Linked DNA regions of Gossypium hirsutum: region 2 is linked to region 1. Evidence: chromatin contacts called from public Hi-C data. All regions are on one chromosome and are shown on one strand. Each heading gives the region's core, a stretch centred on a gene start, on an enhancer-like site or on the middle of the called end of the contact. The rest is flanking DNA. Distances are from core to core; before and after follow the strand shown. Region 1 holds the start of LOC107963866 (UBP1-associated protein 2B). Region 2 holds the start of LOC121224237 (enoyl-[acyl-carrier-protein] reductase, mitochondrial).

What was found. Hi-C and Micro-C count contacts between places; a contact is called where the count stands out from the background.
Region 2: a Hi-C map of leaf shows a contact between it and region 1, with 1.8 times the contacts expected there. The contact joins the promoter of LOC121224237 here to the promoter of LOC107963866 in region 1. A contact is called at or near these places in 2 of 34 Hi-C or Micro-C datasets (both in leaf).

Annotation. Positions count from the first base shown.
Region 1 is chrA03:6,614,684-6,617,740 of Gossypium_hirsutum_v2.1, forward strand. It overlaps LOC107963866 (UBP1-associated protein 2B), which reads left to right and starts at 1,508. Exons shown (of 2, transcript XM_016900368.2): 1 at 1,508-3,057. The coding sequence starts at 1,693.
Region 2 is chrA03:6,794,586-6,797,642 of Gossypium_hirsutum_v2.1, forward strand. LOC121224237 (enoyl-[acyl-carrier-protein] reductase, mitochondrial) reads right to left here and starts at 1,651. Exons shown (of 10, transcript XM_041107128.1): 1 at 1,186-1,651; 2 at 1,016-1,113; 3 at 601-732; 4 at 1-74. The coding sequence starts at 1,367. It overlaps LOC107950885, which reads left to right and starts at 2,585. Exons shown (of 2, transcript XM_016885807.2): 1 at 2,585-2,861. The coding sequence starts at 2,693.

The DNA.
Region 1 (3,057 bases), core at 258-2,757:
CGATTAAGCAACGAATAAGAAAAATAGTAGAATAAATTGAGAAATTGACAGACAAATTTAACGTGGAAAAATCCCTCCAAAGAGGATAAAAAACCACGGGCAAAGATAATTTTACTATAATTGCAAAAGAACAAAGAATACAAAAGATGGAGATAAAATTGAACCCCGAAAACCCAAAAACAAAGAACCCTCAAAACGTAAACGCAAAATTCTCTAAATGTGTTATGAGTTCCAATCTCTAATGGGTATATTTTTCTAAGGTTGTAAAAGAGCTTATTTATAGGCTAAATTCATATGTCAAATAATAATAAAATAATCTAAACTAATCAGTGTTTGATTGAAACAAGTAACAGAGTTTAACTGAAAGATTATTTTTCAAATTTAACTGAAAATAAGAATCATATTTAACAATGTCAATTTAAAATATTGTTACAATATAACTATCATCGTCTTTTATATTGATCTTTTTTTCATTTAATCTATCATCATCTAAACCTACTCATTTTTTACCCAGCCCAACTCACGAGTAAATTTAATTATCTTTAATCAATACTAAGGCATTGGACTATTGATGCAATCAATTGCTTCAGAATTACAAATTATAATTACAATACTATATTAGAAAAATATATAAATTAAATTTAATCGGAACATTCACATTAGAGAATGATACGGGGAGGTAAGGGTGAATTTAAAGCAAATTCAGTATAACATGTATTGTGAATTAAATAAATATGTAATGACGATGAATGGATATTACAATTTTTACCTCAACATTAATTAAAATAATCTTTAAAATAATATATATTATTAATAATTAATATCCTCAATTTTATAGTTCAAACCAATATAAACTCTATTTTATATAAAAAAAAATCATATGATTTTATCTATTATAAACATTATTATTTATTTCATTTTTTTAACGTCATATTACTATAATGTATTTATGATCATGAAGGCACTAAATTGCTTGTGTCTGTCACTAATATTAAAAACTCGATTATCTATAATAAAATTCATTTTCGAGTTTATTTATATGCCCTTAATATATATATTCTTAGGTTCTCAAATTATAAAATATTATCGATATTTCGAATTTAAATAATTTTTGAAATAGATCAACACCTAATTAATAGATAATTACTTGGAGTACAACTAAGTATATTTTTAAACATATATAATGTTTAATATAAAAATATTATTTGGACACAAGAATTGATTGAATTAATAATGAAAACTTGACCTATTTCAATGTGTGGGTTGAATTCATTTTAGTTAAAATTAATTGTATCGGTTTAATTTAAAGTTAGAATTAAGTATTAATTTTTTAAATTTTTATTATTTTATTAAAAAATTATTACTAAATTTTATAAGTGTCCAGCGTATCAAGTGGAGTTATGTCAATACGACATTACTTTGGGTTTCAAATGTTGTGTTTTTATTACCATTCAAGTTGAATGGAATTAAATTCAAAGGGATGGAGTTGAAGTTTTGGTTGGAGTCAAAATTCACTCATAAATTTTCTTAAGATGTGATAAAAAGGCCCAAATTTATTGAGCCCAACAAAACCATGGGCGCCCGATCCGACCCATACAAAATATGATACCAATACTTAAAAGAGTAAACCCTAGGCTGTCCCGATTCTCAGTTTATCCCTAAATTTGATGTTGCAAATCTTTGAATTCCTCCATGGCCAGAAAGCGAAAGCAAAGCTCCTCTGATCCAGAACCCCCGAAAATAGCGTCGGAACCTCAACCGGCCCAAGAAAAACAGCAGCAACAACCCGTATACATACCCGAAGATCCGAACCCGAATCCAAACGTGGACGAAGAACAGCAAGTACTAGAAGTGGAAGAGGAAATCGAAGAAGAAGTAGAAGTAGAAGAGGAATTTGAAGAAGAGGAGGAGGAGGAGGAGGAAGATGACGAGGACGACGAAGAAGCGGAAAACGAAACCTTAGTAGGTTCATCATACGCCGCCGTTTTAAACGGAGCACGAAGAGAAACGGGTCGAGAAGATGAATGCGACGACGAACCTGTCGAGAAACTTCTAGAACCGTTCGCTAAAGATCAATTGATTACCCTTATTAAAAAAGCGGTCGAGAATCACCCGGATTTTATCTCGTCGGTTCGGGAGTTCGCGGATGCGGACCCGGCCCATCGGAAGATCTTTGTACACGGGTTGAGTTGGGATACCACTGCCGAAACCCTTACCGGCGAGTTTTCAAAGTACGGCGAGATCGAAGAATGCAAAGCGGTTACCGATAGGGTTTCCGGGAAATCGAAAGGTTACGCTTTTATTCTATTTAAACATAGGAGTGGGGCGCGGCGGGCTTTGAAACAGCCACAGAAGAAGATCGGTATTCGAACCACTTCTTGTCAGCTGGCAGTGCAAGGACCGGTTCCTGCTCCGCCTCCCACGGGTCCACCGGTTTCCGAGTATACCCAGAGGAAGATTTTTGTTAGTAACGTATCGCCTGAATTGGACCCGGGGCATTTGCTTGAGTTTTTTAAACAGTATGGGGAAATTGAGGAAGGTCCAATGGGGCTTGATAAGCAGACAGGGAAACCTAAAGGGTTTGCTCTTTTTGTATATAGGTCGGTCGATAGTGCAAAAAAAGCATTAGAGGAGCCTCATAAGAATTTTCAAGGTCATGTTCTTCATTGCCAAAAGGCTATTGATGGGCCAAAACAGACTAAAGGTGTTTCTGGTGGGCATCATCAGCAGTATCAGCATCATCACCAAGGGCAACATCAGAGCCCGTCTCATCACCATCATGCTAAGAAGGGAAAGTATTCGACTGGTGGGTCAGAGACTGGTCATTTGATGGCACCATCAGGGCCTGCTGGAGCTGGGTTCAACCATGGTGTTGCTCCTGCTGGGTTTAACCCTGGAGTGGCTGCTGCTGCTGCACCGGGTTTAAACCCTGCTCTGGGACAAGCTTTGACTGCGTTGCTCACTTCACAGGGAGCTGGTTTGGGGCTCGGTAATCTGCTTGGAGGGTTTACTGGTGCGGCTGCGAACCAGGGAGCACATGCTGCCGGTTATGGGAAT
Region 2 (3,057 bases), core at 401-2,900, 180 kb after region 1:
ATACTCAATTGGTGAATCTTTACTGATTTTATGCCATATTTCGTGGTCTTTGACAACATAAGTCTGCCATGTTCCTGCCAATAATTTTTCGTTGATCTTAGCATTAAGACGAATGAAAGATCAGTCTAAACGCTCCTTATTCTAGTTCACTATTTCACTTCAAGAAATCCTATCTTAATGGTTTTAAGACATCTAAATGAGAAAATTAAAAGAAACTTCAACAAATTTTGTTAGGTTGAAGATGGGATGTCGAAAATTTTTATATTTCAAAGGTTCCCTAGTCATTAATATGAAAAAGGATCTCAGAATCTTGCAAGTTTCAACTAATTATTTTACTACAATAGGTTCAATCACATCTCTGGCGTTAAATCTCTTACACTACTGAGTGCAATAAGACTAGCCATTCTTAAACTTTCCTACCCAATTTTCTTTTAACAGCAATCCATTTCACATTCCAACTTAAAGGTAATTCGAGATATAAAATTTAGCACCTAAACTTGAACATACATAACTAGAAAGATGTGTAGGATTATCGATATTTAAGCACTAGGTATTCGAAGTAAAATTACAATTGCAAAGCAAAAGGTGCAAAGAACAAACCAGAGGAGGGTGGAGATGGAATGACCAAATCGCCTGGGGAGAGACCCTTAACCGCAGAACCAACAGAATACACTTCTCCAACACCTTCATAGCCTCCAACTGCTGGCACCTGTGGCCTCACAGGATATACTCCTATACAATAAAAATAAACTTTTGTTTATTTACAAAAGCCTTGAAACTCATTATTACTATTATTATTCAAAACTTATGTTATTCGGACTCGACTATGATTTGTGGATATGAGCATGTACCCGGCATAAGCATGGTTAAATTTTTTTTCCCCAAAGTTCGTATCCCTATATCTATAAAGAGTCCGAATAACATAGTATACAACTACCCAATTCTTCAACTAATCAAAGATCAAGACTTTTAAATCAAATGAAGTAAAACCCAACGTGGAAAAGAAAACCCAGACCTTCAATACGGTTAATGTCAGAGGGGTTAATGGGAGTAGCCAACATTTTAACACAAACTTGATTCTCCTGCACTTCTACTGGGGGTAGCTCTATCATTCTATAAATAAAAAAGTAAGCAATAAAAAAAGAAAGATAATAATAATAGTAACGAAATTTGGATATCGGGGACCTGGTGACGGAGTCGGGTGGACCGTGGTGCTCGTAGACGACTGCCTTGGACGGCGGAGACATGATTGTCGACAATGCCCTCACGGTTTGGACCTTGGGCAAACCCCCGAAACGACTCCGGTTTAGACCCCATAAACTGGCGGTATTCACTGCTTTTAGCGCTATTGATCTCGCCACTACCATTTCTAAGCTAATTTTGCCTGGAAATGTTTGTTTTTGTGAATATATGTAATATGTATATCATCCAGAAGAGTCCACGCAAAGTCAAAGGTTCCAGGCAGTTGAAAATGGGCTATGATTTGGGCAACCCATCTCAAATTCACAAGGATTCGATCTTCATCCTGCTCTTAACTGGATTAGGCTCAGTTGAACATCAAAATTTTGGCTGAGCAAAGAAAATTCAAGTTAGATGATAACTACGGTTAACATATAGTTATATACTGAACTTGGCAACGCGTAACTTTGGTAACTAAATTTCAAAATGGTAAGTAAATTTATAAAAATATATTTTTGCCACTTATTGTCGCGTACCAATATGCCATAGATTGTTAGTGTCACATGAATTTATTTCAACAATATTAGTTAATTACTTAAAATAAAAAAAATACCAAATTGATTTATCGTTTTCAAGTTTAAATACAATTTAGATTAAAAACAAATTAGATACTAAACCTCTTTTCAAATACTTCCATACATATTAACCTTAATAATTAATTCAATAAGCTAATTCAATTTAAATTAATACGAAAAGTATACAAATAGTTATCTAATTATAAAAAAATATTTATTTTAGGCACCAAAAATAAAAAAAAGTTTACAATTTAAACAACTACGTTATATAATTTAATTATTCTGGTCACTATTGTTAAAATTACAAATGGTAAATTGTTATATAATATTAGCACGCTCGATTTGACTTACATTATGATTTCAAATTTGATCTAAATTTACTTATATTTTTAATACCATTAAAGTTTATTTAGAGTCTTTCATAATAATTTTTTTTTAAAAAATAAAAATATATTATTTCATTTAACATTTACTGATTATATATACTATTAAAATTTTAAACATATACAATTAAAAAATTCCTAATACTTATATTAGTTTTCATATGATTTAAATTACTTTTCCTTGTCACTTACGGTGCCCCTTTGAATAGACGTTTACTTTCAACGTGGTGCGTTTAATCTTTTTTGTTACACTCTATAATATTATTATAATATATAATCTCACCATCAACACTATTTTTACACTACCCATAAGTAAACGCGTTGTCTGGCACAGTGTGAAATAATCTAATATATAGACTTAACTTAACCCTGCGTGAGCTCTAACCTTAAGTTATAGTTAGGAGCTGCAAGATTTCCCGCCTAAAGTGGTTAGAAGCTATAACTAAACCAACTGATAGTACCCCCCGCCCCCCAAAAAAAAGTCTTGTATCTTCATCAGCCCCTCCAAACAAGAACACTTGGAACTCATGGTAGAGAAAAAATCAATCTTGAAAGATGATGAGACCAGGTCGTCGTTCAATGGCAATACCAACAGGCAACGCCGAGGAAAAGAAGAAAGGGGTTTCTCGCTTTCGAATGTTTCCTTTGCCGGAGAAGTTGGTTCACGCTATCCCTCTCATCCTCTTCCTCTGCGTCTTCATTCTTTGGTTGCTCTCTCGTCCAGGTAATTCTTTCATTTGCATCAACCCTTTTTTCCCTTTCTTGTTTATGCATTGATCTTTATACCATTGTTTGTATCTCACAGAATTTAGTCCTTGTTTTAGTTTTTTTCGTTGATGGCTAATACTTGATGTCTCTTTGTTGCTATAAGTCTAGTCTCCTTTATTTGGATCTAAAGAAAATTTTACAACAAGGAAAGA